3 separate regions of the Zea mays genome follow, and regions 2 and 3 are each linked to region 1. Evidence: chromatin contacts called from public Hi-C data. All regions are on one chromosome and are shown on one strand. The core of a region is the stretch at or near the end of the contact, and the rest is flanking DNA. Distances in the headings are between cores, read along the strand shown. Region 1 has its middle 42 kb from the start of LOC100191910. Region 2 holds the start of LOC100192755. Region 3 has its middle 61 kb from the start of LOC100192755.

Evidence for each region. Hi-C and Micro-C count contacts between places; a contact is called where the count stands out from the background.
Region 2: a Hi-C map of leaf shows a contact between it and region 1, with 7 times the contacts expected there. The contact joins the promoter of LOC100192755 here to the enhancer-like site in region 1. A contact is called at or near these places in 2 of 25 Hi-C or Micro-C datasets (ear and leaf).
Region 3: a contact with region 1 is called in a Hi-C map of leaf, with 3 times the contacts expected there. The contact joins two enhancer-like sites. A contact is called at or near these places in 3 of 25 Hi-C or Micro-C datasets (bundle sheath, ear and leaf).

Annotation. Positions count from the first base shown.
Region 1 is chr2:74,751,612-74,756,620 of Zm-B73-REFERENCE-NAM-5.0, reverse strand. No RefSeq gene overlaps it. Among protein-coding and RNA genes, the nearest start is that of LOC100191910, 42 kb to the left of the region's middle. Within about 2 kb of position 2,845, at least 19 of the 20 cell types and tissues checked have an H3K27ac peak or open chromatin away from gene starts, as enhancers often do. A contact at or near this core is called in bundle sheath, ear and leaf, where this site is marked.
Region 2 is chr2:74,559,058-74,564,066 of Zm-B73-REFERENCE-NAM-5.0, reverse strand. LOC100192755 reads right to left here and starts at 2,925. Exons shown (of 3, transcript NM_001367490.1): 1 at 2,614-2,925; 2 at 2,336-2,498; 3 at 1,279-2,214. The coding sequence starts at 2,867. The coding sequence ends at 1,438.
Region 3 is chr2:74,619,614-74,624,622 of Zm-B73-REFERENCE-NAM-5.0, reverse strand. No RefSeq gene overlaps it. Among protein-coding and RNA genes, the nearest start is that of LOC100192755, 61 kb to the right of the region's middle. Within about 2 kb of position 2,757, at least 14 of the 20 cell types and tissues checked have an H3K27ac peak or open chromatin away from gene starts, as enhancers often do. A contact at or near this core is called in bundle sheath, ear and leaf, where this site is marked.

The DNA of each region.
Region 1 (5,009 bases), core at 1,596-4,095:
GTTTTACACTCTATAGAGGTTGCACATCTTTACCGAGGAGATGAGGCAGTGTAGCACTACGAGGCCTTTACAAAGTTCCACAAGCTTCAGAAAACCCGCTACGGTTTCTTGAGGGGTGATATATGATATGTTGTCCGTAAAGCCATCACATCATGATCGACCCGAGAACCTCCCTATACCGGTAGCTCCTCTACCGCCCTTGCCCCTTTCGGGTAAGGTAGTCCTCCATTAGCTTTCCTAATTAGTCAGCCAAAGGCGTCCTCCATTAGCTTCCCGGGTGGTTGCTCCATGTTCCAATTAACAAAATGATCTTATCATGAACAATAAAAAATCCAACAATAGTGATAATACATGATCATAATTTAGAGGTAACATTATGTCACACCCGGTTCAGTATGAAAACCGAATGCGAACCATGTACGTGGTAGGATAAGAATTCACGTACACAGCGATTACATAAATGAACATCATTGCATATTGCTCGAGTAATAACATAGAGAGGTATTAACTTATTACATCATGATGTCGAAGACATCCACATAGTCATCAATTTAACAGGTAAGTCAAAGTGCTAAGGCGAAACGTAGTAAGATAAGGCCTTCACAAGCAGCTGACTGGGGGTTTGCCATGAACTCGGATCTAAAACTCATCATAGTCCTAAAACTCCTAGAAATCCTCCGATGTGCCTTCGTATTCTCCTGAGAAGTGGTTGCAATGAGGACAACCTGGTGTGTTGAAGCAAGGGTGAGTACACATCAACGTACTCAGTAAATGCCCCGTTTGGCTGAGGTGGACTAGCTTTATGTGGAGTTAAGCTCAAGGCGGTTGGCTTTTAGCTCGTTAGGTATTTATTACTAGTAGAAGCCATATTTTATGATAAAGACCCAAGTTATAATCCCAAAGGTACTTCCTCATAGAGAAAATAACAGAATTCATAATTAGAACTATCATCATTAAAGCCATCATCATCATCATCCGTAACCATAGTATCTCTAATCAAAGGAGCTCCTAAGGCCGCTCTTAACCGTGAGCATGATTAATATATTAGTTTTATTACTCTGTAGAGGTCGCACAATTTACCCATGTGCCGTGATTCTCTCTCTAGCCCGGGTTTGCAAGGCCCTTATTCACTTCCGAGGTGAGCAGGTAGGGATTCACTACAAAGCCTTTACAAAGATTCCCCAAAGGTATAGCCGACTATTAGATTTTACTAAATGTACAGTACTAAGGGGTGGACCACCCTTGGTAGAGCTAGTGATGTACACCGAGCCCCATTGACGACACAACGGCAAAGCAAATTACAACTCAGTTCCTCTAATTAGTTAGCAAAGGGCGTCTCATACCACCCTCATGGCTGCATTGTTTTCCCTGGTGGTCATCCAACGAATAGGTCCTTACGGAGAAGTACTCGGGAAATAGCTCAGCCTCCTTTAGTGTCATAATGCTATAATCATATCCAGAAATAAACAACGTATCATAAGGAAATCTCATCATGTTCATTGATTATAGTAGAGCACTAGCATAAAGCTAATCATAGACAGTGTAACCCAAATAGGTTATCAAGGATATGACGAACAAAAGACTAGTAAATTCTTAGGTATTAATTATATAATGCAGGGAAATGAATTATAAAGTGAGTAGGACATAAATAGGCCAGAGGACACTTGCCTTCTCCAAACAGCTGCTGCTCAAGGTCTTCTCCCGCAACTTCCCCGGATTCCGCGAACGAACAGTTATCTACGCGAGTGCAAACATACATTCAACATTCTCAAAACAAAAGGAAACAATACACCATACAATAGAACAAATCATTTAATACGCAACGCAATATCGAACTCGCATTTACGATGGCGCAAGATAAGGGAATTGCGAAGGCAATAACTACTGTTAAGGGATATCATGTTTGTGCTAAACGAATATGAACTAGAGTATTTAGTTTGACACAATTATATTGATCGACATCTATCAGGCGCAAAATAAAATGGTTACTTACTATTGATTAATTTGCTACTCAAATAATTATCAATTAAATAAGTAATTTAATTAGCACGAGCGACTCTAGGTAAAACGAACTATCGATGCACGACAAGGCGCAAGGCGCATGCCGCACGAAAACGATGCACCTGACGATGAAAACGTGCATGAGGGGGGTAGATGGGCGTGAACAGTGGTAGACGGACATTGACGGAGACCCAGTGACGCGTTGTGCGCACGCGAGTGCGAGAGCGGCAGCGACACTGGTATGGCAATGAGCGTGGCGCTGCAGTGCGTAGCGCGCGTGAGCTCGGACGTGAGCCGTTGCATAAAAGTTCCGCACCGGCTGGCCACGAGCCGCCACGCAGGCAGGCCGCGAGCCGTGGGCAAGCTGGCTACGGGTCACCGCAGAGGCGCGCTGGGGTGGGGTTGACTGAGATCTCGCCGACGCCGTGAGCTGGACCATGTAGGGGCACGTACTACCGCGCAGGGATGCGGGCCGCGCCAGGGCTGCTGCACAGGGCGCTGCCACGACTATGGCCGCACACGGTCGAGCATCGGCTGGGGAGCAGAGGGGAAGGGGAGAGCTCAATTCAACAAACATGGGAGCAGATGGGCGCTCTAGGTGGGCGTGAGGTGCGGCGGTTCTTGCGTGGGGTAGGGAGAGGAGCGTGGTAGAGAAGGGCGCGGTTTGGGGGATAGGCTCTACACAAATAGTCGAACCCTTGACAACGAACTGGGTGGAGATCGTGGGGCGGGCTGCGCGCACGCCGAGGCAGCGGGCAGGCACGAGGTATGCGCGTGTGTCGGTTGGGGAAGATGCAGGCTCATAGTGGGGCCCATTGGCGAGGTGGCGGTGGTTGGGCGCGCATCGCGCGACGGCTTGGGCCGCATAACGGCTCCGACTTGGACCACGCGAGGAGGCGGGGCGTGCCATGGGGCTGGACCGCTCGGGCAGCTAGTGGCCCAAGAGAAAGGGGGAAAGGAGAAAGAGGGCGTGCGCTGGGCCGCGACACCGAGATGGGCCGCGCCGGGCAGGTGGGTCGCGAGGGGAAGAGGGACAACCTTTCATGTTTTCTATTCTTTTTCCTCCACTATTTGAGAGCAAATTATTGACCAAATAATTGCTCAATTCAATCACTCATCAACACAGAAATAAATCTAAGCTCCGGCATGATGAAACAACCAAGGCTTCTTTTAGGGTTTTACATGACATCAAAATAACTCCTACTACTTCGAAAGAGGCAGAACAGAGCGAAAAGAAAGAGGAAAGAGAAGATAACACCTGAATTCGGTGGATATTACTGAACAAATTTTATACCCCCAATTGAGGGTGTTACAAACCTATCCCCCTTAAAAGAATACCGCTCCGAGATTCAAGGTTGGCCACCAAAGAGTTCAGGATATTTGACTTTCAGGTCTTCCTCTTGTTCCATGTTGCTTCTTCTTTAGAGTGTTGACCCCATCTAACTTTGCACATTTCGATGGAGTTCCTCCAGATGACTTTGTCTGAAGTCTCTAGAATCTACGTTGGTCTCTCTATGTATGTTAGGTCTTTTTGGACCTCCATGCCTTCCACTGGAAACTACTCTTCTAGCACTCGCAGACACTTCTTCAACTGAGACACATGGAAGACATCATGCATCGCTGACAAACTTTCCGGTAAGCTAAGCTGGTAAGGCACTTGACCACACTTTGCTAGAATTTGGTACAACCCAACATATCGAGGTGCTAACTTGCCCTTGACTCCAAACCTTCCAACTCCTTTGATAGGTGACACCTTCAGATAGACATAATCCCCCACTTCAAAATTAAGTTCTCTTATTCTTGTGTCAGCATAGCTTCACTGCCTTGACTATGCTATCTTCAGATTCTCCCGAACCATTTTGATATTCTCTTCAGCTTCGAGAAAAATGTCGGGGCCAAGCACTTATCTCTCTCCAGGTTGATCCCATTGAGTGGAGTTCTGCAACACCTTCCATAAAGCGCCTAAAACGGTGACATCTTTAAACTGGCCTGTTACTGATGTTGTAGGAGAATTCTGCATAGTGTAACCTTTTGTCCCATCTTGACTTGTCTTGTAACGCGCAGGCTCTCAACATGTCCTCTAAGATCTGATTAGTCCTTTTTGTTTGATTGTCTGTCTACAGGTGGTAAGCTGAACTGAAGTTTAAATGCGTGCCCAAGGCTTCTTGTAGCTACTTCCAAAAATGAGAGGTGAACTGTGTCTCTCGATCTGACACTATCTTCTTCGACACACCATGTAAACAGACAATCCGAGACATGTATTGCTCTGCTAATACTACACTGGTGTAGCTAGTCTTGCAGGTATGAAGTGAGCCGCCTTTGTTAAGCGGTCCACTACTACCTAGATGGAATCATAGCTGGCTAGAGTGCGAGGTAACCCAAATATAAAGTCCATCCCGATCTCATCCTATTTTTATTGAGGAATTTATAGCGGCTGCAGTAGACAGGCTGGTTTTTTATGTTCTGCCTTGATTCTTTGACAACTATCGCATATAGCCATGTTATGCAATTTCCCTTTTCATCTCGTACCTCCGAAATTTCTTCTTTAGATCCTGATACATCTTCTCGCTCCCGAGGTGTATGCATACGCTGTCTCATGAGCTTCTTTGAGGATTAACTCCTGAATGGACTTGATATTGGGGACACACATGCGGTCTTTGAACCATACCACGCCTTCTACATCTTCTCGGAAATCTTTGCCTCTTCCTTCTAGAATTAGCTGTCGGATCTCATTGATCTTCTCATCGTCCTTTTTCCTTTCTTTGATTTTCGACTCTAAGGTGGATTCTAACTCAATTGTCACTCCTTACGTGCTATTCAAAAATTCGAGGTTCAATATGTCAAACTCCTTGGCTAACCCATAGGGTATCGAGTGAACGGCCATCATGTTGACTTGACTCTTTCTACTTAGAGAATCTACCACCATGTTCTCCTTACCTGGATGGTAATGTATCTCTGACTCAAAGTCTTTGATCAATTCTAACCATCTTCGATGCCTCATGTTTAGC
Region 2 (5,009 bases), core at 1,676-4,175, 190 kb after region 1:
CCACGCATCACATCATCATTCATTCCGGCCGGATCGATCGGGCACTGTGGAAGCAACGAAACCGCGCGCAGCCGCCACTGTGGCTTGGCCTTGGTGGCAGCAGGAGGACGCAGCTGCGGCCGGTGGGGCAGGGGCGGAGGCGGAGGCGGAGGCGCGGAGCAAGCAGCACAGCTGCTACTCCATGCATGCATCCCTGAGATTCAAGGCATCAAGCAAGCGTCTGCGTCTCTGAGACTCTGACTCTCTGTAGCGACTAGTGGTGGGCGAGGGTCGAGTGGTCGACGCAGTAAGCTCAGGTCAGGGCCACTGGGCCAGCATCGATTTTATGGCAAGACATGGGCGCGCGCGAGATGGGCACCCACAGTCGACTGCCCCTCTGCATGTGGCCCTGGCACCCCGCCTGCAGGCCTACACAACACAACAGCGGGAGCAGTCGGCTGCAGAGGATCCCGTCCCCAGAAGGCCAGAAGAAAACCTCGCGCTGGTAGCATATGTGGCTCATACAGATAATCCGTTTTCGACCAAATCTGGACGTACGGTCACGGATGATATGCAACCAAGTTTCTAGGCAAAAAAGCAAAAAAAAAAACAGAGATATGCAACCAATGACGGACGCACAGTTCACATCCCCGCGGGTAGCAACGTTGGCGTGGGCCGCGGGGCCCTTCCTTGTCCCGGCTCACAAACGCAAGCCACGAAGCGACCCAGAGCACCTGCACCAGTCTGCGTACCGAGACGGAGGAAGCCACACCAAAGGTATGCAGCACCGGATCCACACCGCCTGAACTGCACGCAAATCAACTGCTCGTCTGCTCCACAATATTTCCTCGATCGGCAGCGTGGCATTGCATGGCATGGCAGGCACCGCGGACTGGGACTGGGAGGGCACGCTGCTTTTTCCCGTGGGCTGTAACGGCTTTTGTCGCCTTCTCTCCAAACGCGTGGCCGCGCAGGATGGGCCGAGACGGACACCGTGACAGGCCCCGGCCCTGTGTGCCTGTCTGGCTGACCGCCCAGCACCGCCGCACCACGTCGCCTCTCTCGGCTCTCGCTCCGCCTTTTGCAGCAGAAAGCGAAGCGGGGGGGTCTCGACCTCACGTCACGTCTCGCTCTCGCCGCGCTCCGTGAACAGGACACGGCAGAGCCGACCAGCCGTGCTGCTTCCGCTACTTTTACTACCAGACCAACGGTGAATTTTTTTTTCACTACCTAGAAGGCTAGAACTAGATATGCCGTGCTTGCCCTCGCTCCGTCGCTCGCTTTATGCCAATAATAATGTTACCTCAGCATGCCATGCCAATTGCCAACTATAACCACAGGTGCCGTAGTACAGAGGACAAATGGAGGGCGAGAAACGGACAGAAAAAAAAAAGGAGTAAAAACTGACGTTGCGGACGCTAACTGACAAGTGACAAGAAACGGACGACCGCCAGCGCGTCACGGCGCCGGGGCCGCCGCGGCGCCGTCGGCATTAGCGTGGGGCTGCGGCGCCGCGCCGCCGCCGACGCCGACCACGTCGAGCCACCGGTCCATGGGCGTGCACTCCGCCTTGTGCGCCATCTTCCAGTGCAGCGCCTGGCACGCGCGGGAGCAGTAGTTCACCAGGCCGCACACGGAGCACCGCCTGAACTCGTGCCGCCGCGTCTCGGGCCGCCCGCACAGCGCCTGCGAGCACAGCCGCAGCGCGCCGGCGCCGTCCTCCTCGGGCGAGGAGCCGCTCCCGCCGCCCGCCGCCACCGCCGCCGCCGTACCCAGCGGCCGCGACGCGAACCAGTCCGCCAGGAACCGGTTGGCCGCGTGCGGCTCCCCGGCCGCGGCGCGGCACCCGAAGTCGCTCAGGAGGCACGAGTGACGCCGAGTCGGGTGGGGCGCCGCCTTGCCGAGCAGCTGCGGCGGCGGCGAGGCGGCGACCGCCGCGAGCTCGCGCGCGTTCGCCTGGATCAGGAGGCGCCGCCCGTCCAGCACGGACCGCCGCACGCCGTAGCCGTCCTGGAGGCAGTGCCCCAGCTCGCGGAGCGCGCCCACGTGGCCCAGCGACGCCGCGCGCGCGCACAGCGCGGCTCCGGCGCGGAGGTCGCGGTCGTCCTTGCCCCCGCCGCTGCCGTTGAACTGGACCACGGCCAGCGAGTAGAGCGCCTCGCGGTGCCCGCCCACCGCCGCCGCCGCCATCAGCGCCGCGCCCGAGCCGCGGATCCCCAGGCAGTAGAACCGAATCTGCATCCATCCATGCATCGAGCGCCGTCAGCGCGATCCAACGCAACGCCTAGCTAGCCGGGACGGCAAAAGACGATTCCTCCTCTGTACAAGTCCAACGATTGTAGCTTCCTGTCCTTACCATGCCAAGGAGGTAGCACGCTTCCAGGCTGCCCGCGTCGGCGCAGCGCTGCAGGAACCGGTGCGCCTCCTCCGACCAGGCCTTGGCGCGCACCGCCAGGCACCGCGGCGACGCCCGCGCCAGCACCACCTTGCTCTGCCCGAGCTCCCTGAACCTCTTGCACCTGCGCACGCACAGAAGTCGAGGTTACAACTCCAACTCCAATCGCCCGTCGACTTCCCGGCTCACGTCACCTTGCACAAAACAGGCACAACATATTGTACATATACTGGACGTACGTGAGCATGGCGCCGGCGAGATCGGCCGGCGAACTGGCGGACGCGGCGACGTCCCGTAGTATGGAGACGACGAGATCGTCAGGCAGCTCTTCGAACATGTCTCTGCCCACCGGGCGGACACCTGGAGTGCCGGCCGCCGCTGGCGACCCCTCGGCCGCCGCCGTCCTGCGCCGCTTCCGGCGTTGCGCCTCCGGCCCCTCGCCCGGCGCCGTGGCCGCCGCCGCCGCGTGGCAGGCACCGCGCCTCGTCTTCATAGCCGTACGTTCTTTTTTTGTGGCGAACCGTTCCTAGTTGCAGTTCTTTGGTGATGAGAGGGAGAGAGAGGAGAGGAGAGGAGAGGAGGGGGTGCCTGTATCTGTTATGGCGAAGGTGCCGGAGGAGGACAGTTATATATAGTATAGGATAGGAAGCCCAAGGCAGGCAAGGAGAGGAGCACAACTGCACAACATGGTCGTCGCGTCGTGGCGTGGGGTGGGCGAGGAAGGGGAAGCGCCGAGCGCGGGTTCGGTTCCACCACTCCGTTTCCGTTCCGTTGCGGGTTCGGTCAACAGGGACGCTGACCGGAGGGGAGGGTTGCTTCACGGGGAGCACGCTTGGATGCAAAGCCTCTCCTTTCTTGATACTCCCCCCACCCTCCTCTCTCTTTCTCTCTCTCTCATGTCCTTTTTTTCCCCACTCTCTACCTTTCTATGTTCTATCTATCTCTCTTCTCAGCTTTTGAGGCACATATCTCCTCTCTTTTTTCTTTCCGTTTTTTTAATTTCCTTCAGTTTTAAAGAGAGAGGAAACCTGGAGGTGGTGGGGCACTGAGGACTGGACCCATTCATGCATGATTGTGGTGGCCTCCTGCCAATGCATCAGTGCAATTTCCACCCTCCTTGGCTTTGCTTTTCTCGGGCTAGGTTGTTTGCCTGGTTTGTTTATTATTCGTTGCTGGTTCTATTTCCTGGTCCCTGATAAAGGAGAGAAAGAGGGAGTGTGTGTGGGGGCCATGGGGTTTGTTCCTCCTGTCCTCCCTCCCCTCGTATATGGTTTGGTAGCATCATCAACCATCAGTCAGTCAGTCACATAGCTAGGGTTGGTGACATGGAAATCTTGCTGGATGCTGACACGGTTTTTGGCATGGCATCGGCATGCATGTCAGATTGCAGCGGCAGTCACATAGGGGGAGGATTGATGCCGCAACGAATGGAAGCCGTGCTTCCTTGCTTTCATGTGATTGGTGCTGTGTATTGCTAACAATTGAAGCTTTGGCTGCCTAATCTGGTGCCCCCCCTCCCCTCCATAGCATAAATAAATGGAATTAAATTAGCCTGCCGGTGATTGTTTTGGCTCTAAGGAAATGGTTGCTTGGGCGCACTGCAGAATTTGGTGGGCGTTACTGATTTTGATTAACCAACCTGCTGATTATTACGCTCCTCTCCATGATTGCTTTCGTGGTTTTTTTTTGGCGAGAACGGCGGGTAGAGAGGTACGGTATCGCTGCCGAGGGAAATTAGCTACGTTGTTGTCCCTCGTCATGCCATTTATTTGGCATCTTTTTGCCAAATCCATTGCTTGATTTTTATTATCTGACAGCTTATTATTTCGTATCACCCTTCTTTAAGTTGCTTGATTTGTTGCATTGGTTAAAGTTTTTTGTTCAAGACCACCAGCGCACAATATTTCATTTTAAATCTGAGATGATTCGGCAAGGTTAACGCTATCCTTTTTTTGTTTGAAGGCGGCAGCTAGCTATTCACAGTTTTCTTGCTAACTAAGCCGAGCGAGAGCGCGTCCGGTGAGAATGGAAACTGTGAAGAGCTCCATTAAAAAAAACGAGAGACGTTTTGATCCTTGCCATAAAAAGTGAGACGTTTTGATGGGGAGGAAAAGACAGGTGGAGCATTAGAAGTATTATTTATGCATGTTCGTATGAAACCTCGTTAGCATTGACAATAAGTCGAGTTCAGTTGTTTTCACCGTATTCAACACCTACCATTAATTTCCTCAATGCCGCAAAACAGGTAAAAAGCTACTCTCTCTCTCTCTCCTAAATTATAATTCGCTTGATTTTTTGTGCCACATTTAACCGGCTCATCCTATTCAATTTTTTTTGCTAAAAATGAAAAAAATCAAAGCCACATTTAAAGTATATCATATACTAAACAATATCACAGCAAAAATTAACAATAATTATGATTTTTTAATAAGACAGGCCGGTCAAACTTAAAGTAAAAAAAGTCAAATGGATTATAAATTGGAACTGAGAGAATAATATATTACTTCAGGAACAGAATTATTATTCTATTTTGCCCCTGGATGGTTGAGTGGATATACTCTATCTATCTAAGGGTAGTTTAGAAAAAAGAAATAACACTCTATAAATACAATAGGAGGGCTCAATCATTCAACCA
Region 3 (5,009 bases), core at 1,508-4,007, 130 kb after region 1:
CAATTTTTCCGAGATCAAGGGCCCAAATTAAATGATGAAGCAGTACGTCCCCTCAACCACTCTTCTCAAGATCGATAGACGTTATTCAATGTACTCGAACTGGTGTCCTATACCCTAATCCAGTCGTTCATGGCCAAATATATGGCCTAGATTTCAAATGGATGAGGTCTAATCCTGGCCGCCCATATTTGGATCAACAGCTAGAATATCTTCTTCTTCCTTCCGGCCATCAGGGGCGACGGTGCCATGTAGCCCGTGGTGGCGCCATAGCCGGACACCCCAAACCCCGATCCCCGCAGCCAAATGACCCTAACCATTTTGATCAGAAAGATTGTAGCATTTGAAATGTCATGCATGATGAGTCAATAGGAACATACTTCATCAAGATTGTATGCTTTTGCCTATGATAAAAAGAAGAAAGGCAAGAAGATGGCTCAAAGCTCAAATTCCACAAGTGAAGAAGAGGAATATGAAGAAGAAGAAGAAGAAGAAGATCATGATGATGATGAAGATGATCAACCCTCAAAATCATCCTCTGAGGATGAAGAAACAGTCTGACGCGTCAGAAAGGTAATGAGGATGATTCACAAGATTAATCTAATGGGTGTGCCCCTGCATATCGAGGATCTTCTCTTTAACATTGTCAGGAAAAGGCAAAGAAAAAAGGATGCTTCACATGTGGGAAGAAGGGCCACTTCTAAGATAATTGCCCACACATGGTTAAATTCAAGAAAGAGGAGCAAATGCAAGGCACTCACAAGTGTCAAGACTTGGGATGATTCTTCAAGTGAAGATGAACCCCCAAGGAGTTGTGGCCATCGCTCTTCTAGAGACCGCCATGTCAGTAAACCATTGGAAAGTAGCCATTGGACCAAGGTCCGGTGCACCAGCCAGACGAGAGCCTAGAAAAGTGCTCTCTACGTACGTGGTCCGGTGCACTAGCCGACGACCCACTTCTTGATTCTTCAATCTTATTTGTTTGGGCTTTTTTGGTCTTTTGTCTTGAACTTGTGTTAAGTCTTCTTAGGGTCTTTTAAGTTCTTCTTTGAGGTGTTGCTTCCTCAGGGCCTCAGTGAAACACACTTTTCGTCTCGTGAACTACAAACACAAACATTTGTAAACATATTAGTCCACACGGTTATGTTGATCATCAAACACCAAAACTCTTAGTTAAATGGGTCGATGTCCATTTTCCATACATCACCCTTCTTTGTGCTTCCTTCTTCTGCCTCTTGTTATCTGGCTCGAAGGTACCTCCATGATAGGGAATATTAGTTGGACTTGATCTTAAGGGGCGACAATAGAGCTGGTGTCACCGGTTGTGCTCCTCTTCGAAGGCATGGTGAAGAGTTTCTATTGGCCATGAATTTAACAAAGAGTTGGGCAGCAATGTTGGTCAGCTGTTAAGGCTCTTGTAAGAAACCAAAACAGGGCAACACAATTAAGTCGATCATACCTTCTCCCTTCTTGAACTCATAAAGAGAGGACACATAGTGTTGGGGCCTTCATCTTCCGAAGGTCCTCAAAAACATGATTAACAATGTTTCATAAGTGTAATATATGTACAGGAACCTTCAGACTCGGAATGAAGCTGTACACAATATGAAAAGCATGGTCGGGACGAAGGTTGAACCAGATCCGAAGCTACGCGCAAGAAAGCTTCGGCTTAGTAGCAGAAAAAGAAACCGAATTAAAGAGGAAAAGGCTATCTAGTCCTCGATAGATTGTCCTTAAGTCAATAGTAAACATAAAGGGCACGAATGTAATTCTACACAGGCTGCGCCTTATGCCTATAAATAGATGAACAGTGCCCCCGTACTGTTCACGCTGACTTGTATTCATTCGTGCGTCACGCTTGGACTTTTGCCTTCTGTCAAGCCGAAGGTACAAATGTAATTCAACATTGTCCATGTTTATTCATGATGTTATAGAAAAGATATATTAATGATGCCATATGATTATTCATGTCATTTCTCATGTTTGATATGCCTCGTCTTTTAGCATATACTGTGATGATGAAGGTACGTTCTTCATAACCTTCGTCTGAAGATCATTATATCCCAAGAGAAATAATGCTTCGAAGGACGAAGGACTTTAACCATTAATATTTTTATGTTGTCTTGCTCTTGACTCATAGCATTTGAAAACAAGTCACCAACGCATAGGAAGAAGGTCAAGTAAGCATAAATAATATGAAGGAAAAAATATAAATACAGAAGTCTCCATATGCATTCGCAATCTTCCATTATCATTTTCATAGTCATGAGTTATTACAAAGTTAAGTCCCTCGCTATACTTTCTTTCCCTATGCTTAATTGTCTACTACCGCGTCTAGACCTAAGCAAAGGAACGAAGTGCAAATGAGAAACCTAAATAAAGGACAAACAGTAATGTTTGACAAAACAAATTAGAAGGAAAATAGTTTTCATATTACTTTGCTACAAGAAAAATCGAAACAAAAACGCAAAAAAGAAAATCTTTTTGTGCCCAATAGAGAAATAAGATTAGATTGAATCGAAGAGGATTGAAGAGGATTAAATCCTTTTATATTGAATTTTGAATAGAAATAGATTTAACTCTTTTCAATTTACTTCGATCGAGACGTAATGTTGTTGTCCAATTGAGGATAGTAATTCGGTCTGGCGCATGCATGTACAGATTGACATCGACTGAAATACTGGGTCGGTGTGGCGTGACGCACGAGCATGGCTTCCGCGCACGCGGTAGTCCAGGGCCGCACGCCACTGCACTCGCTCAGGACACGAGTAAAGGCCCTGGCCTGCACGCACGCACGTAGGACACGAGTTCCATGCATATGATCCATGGGCTGCCGCCTGCCCTGCTCTTGACGGAACCGGCAGGCGGGGCGGCGATCCACGCGAACGAGTACTGCTGGACTGGCTCACATACGCAATGACATGCTGTACGTGATATGTCCGTCTGCAGGGCTCTCTACACTGCTAGACCGGGTCTCTTTCAACCCTTTCCCTCTCTCAAACGGTCACTTAGACCGAGTGAGCTTCTCTTCTCAATCAAACGGGACACCAAGTCCCCATAAGGACCACCACACAATTGGTGTCTCTTGCCTTGATTACAATTGAGTTGGAAACAAGAAAGAAGGAAGAAGAAAAGCAATCCAAGCGCAAGAACTCAAATGAACACAATTGTCTCTCTCACTAGTCACTATTTGATTTGAATGATCTTTGGACTTGGGAGAGGATTTGATCTCTTGTTTGTGTCTTTGAATAAAGTCTAGAGCTCTTGTATGAGATTTGAAGGCTGAAAACTTGGATGCATTGGAGTGTGGTGGTTGGGGGGTATTTATAGCCCCAACCACCAAAAGAAATGTTGGTGAGGGCTTCTGTCGTATGGTGCACCGGACAGTCCGATACGCCATCGGACACTGTCCGGTGCGCCAGCCACGTCACCAGGGCGTTGGGTTCCGACTGTTGGAGCTTCTGACAACGGGGCCACCGGACAGTCACTATTCACTGTCTGGTGCGCCTTCTGCGCCTTCTCTGACTTCTGTGCGTTTCACTGTAGCGTTGCAGACGACCGTTGGCGCGGACGACTGTTGCTCCGCTTGGCACACCGGACAGTCCGGTGAATTATAGCGGAGCGGCCTCCCCGAATTCCCGAAGGTGGCAAGTTCAGATTGGAACTCCCTAGTGCACCGGACACTGTCCGGTGGTGCACCGGACAGTCCGGTGTGCCAAACCAGGGCTGCCTTTGGGTTATCTTTTATTCTTTTTATTTGAACCCTTTCTTGGACTTTTATTGGTTTGTGTTGAACCTTTGGCACCTGTAGAACTCATAATCTAGAGCAAACTAGTTAGTCTAATTAATTTGTGTTGGACAATTCAATCACCAAAATTCATATAGGAAAATGTGTAAGCCTATTTCCCTTTCACCATGAATTTAACAGAGGTAGGCAGTAATGTTAGTCAGCTGTTAAGGCTCTTGTAAGAAACAAAAAACAGGGCAACACAATTAAGTCGATCATACATTCTCCCTTCTTGAACTCATAAAGAGAGGACACATAGGAAGAAGGTCAAGTAAACATAAATAATATGAAGGAAAAAAATATAAATACAGAAGTCTCCATATGCATTCGCAATCTTCCGTTATCATTTTCATAATCATGAGTTATTACAAAGTTAAGTCCCCCGCTATACTTTCTTTCCCTATGCTTAATTGTCCACTACCGTGTCTAGACCTAAGCAAAGAAAGTGCAAATGAGAAACCTAAATAAAGGATAAACAGTAATGTTTGACACAACAAATTAGAAGAAAAATGGTTTTCATATTACTTTGCTACAAGAAAAATCGAAACAAGAATGAAAAAAAAGAAAACCTTTTTGTACCCAACAGAGAACTAAGAATAGACTGAATCGAAGGGGATCGAAGAGAATTAAATCCTTTTATATTGAATTTTGAATAGAAATAGATTTAACTCTTTTCAATTTACTTCGATCGAGACGTAACGTTGTTGTCCAATTGAGGATAGTAATTCGGCCTGGCGTATGCATGCCCAGATTGACATCGACTGAAATACTGGGTCGGTGTGGCGTGACGCGCGAGCATGGCTTCCGCGCACGCGGTAGTCCTGGGCCGCACGCCACCGCACTCGCTCAGGACACGAGTGAAGGCCCTGGCCTGCACGCACGCACGCAGGACACGAGTTCCATGCATATGATCCATGGGCTGCCGCCTGCCCTGCTCTTGACGGAACCGGCGGGCGGGGCGGCGATCCACGCGAACGAGTACTGCTGGACTGGCTCACATACGCAATGACATGCTGTACGCGATATGTCCGTCCGCAGGGCTCTCTAGTCTCTACACTGCTAGACTCTACACTACTACTCTACTGATTGGATTTAACTCTGTATAGTAAAGAGTAGTAGTAGTGTTGGTGTGAGTTCTTATTTTGCGTGGGTATTTGGACTCTTGGCAAGGTTTATTTCATTTTTGCGCAAAACTAATTAATTAAGCTCAATATATCAAAGTCAA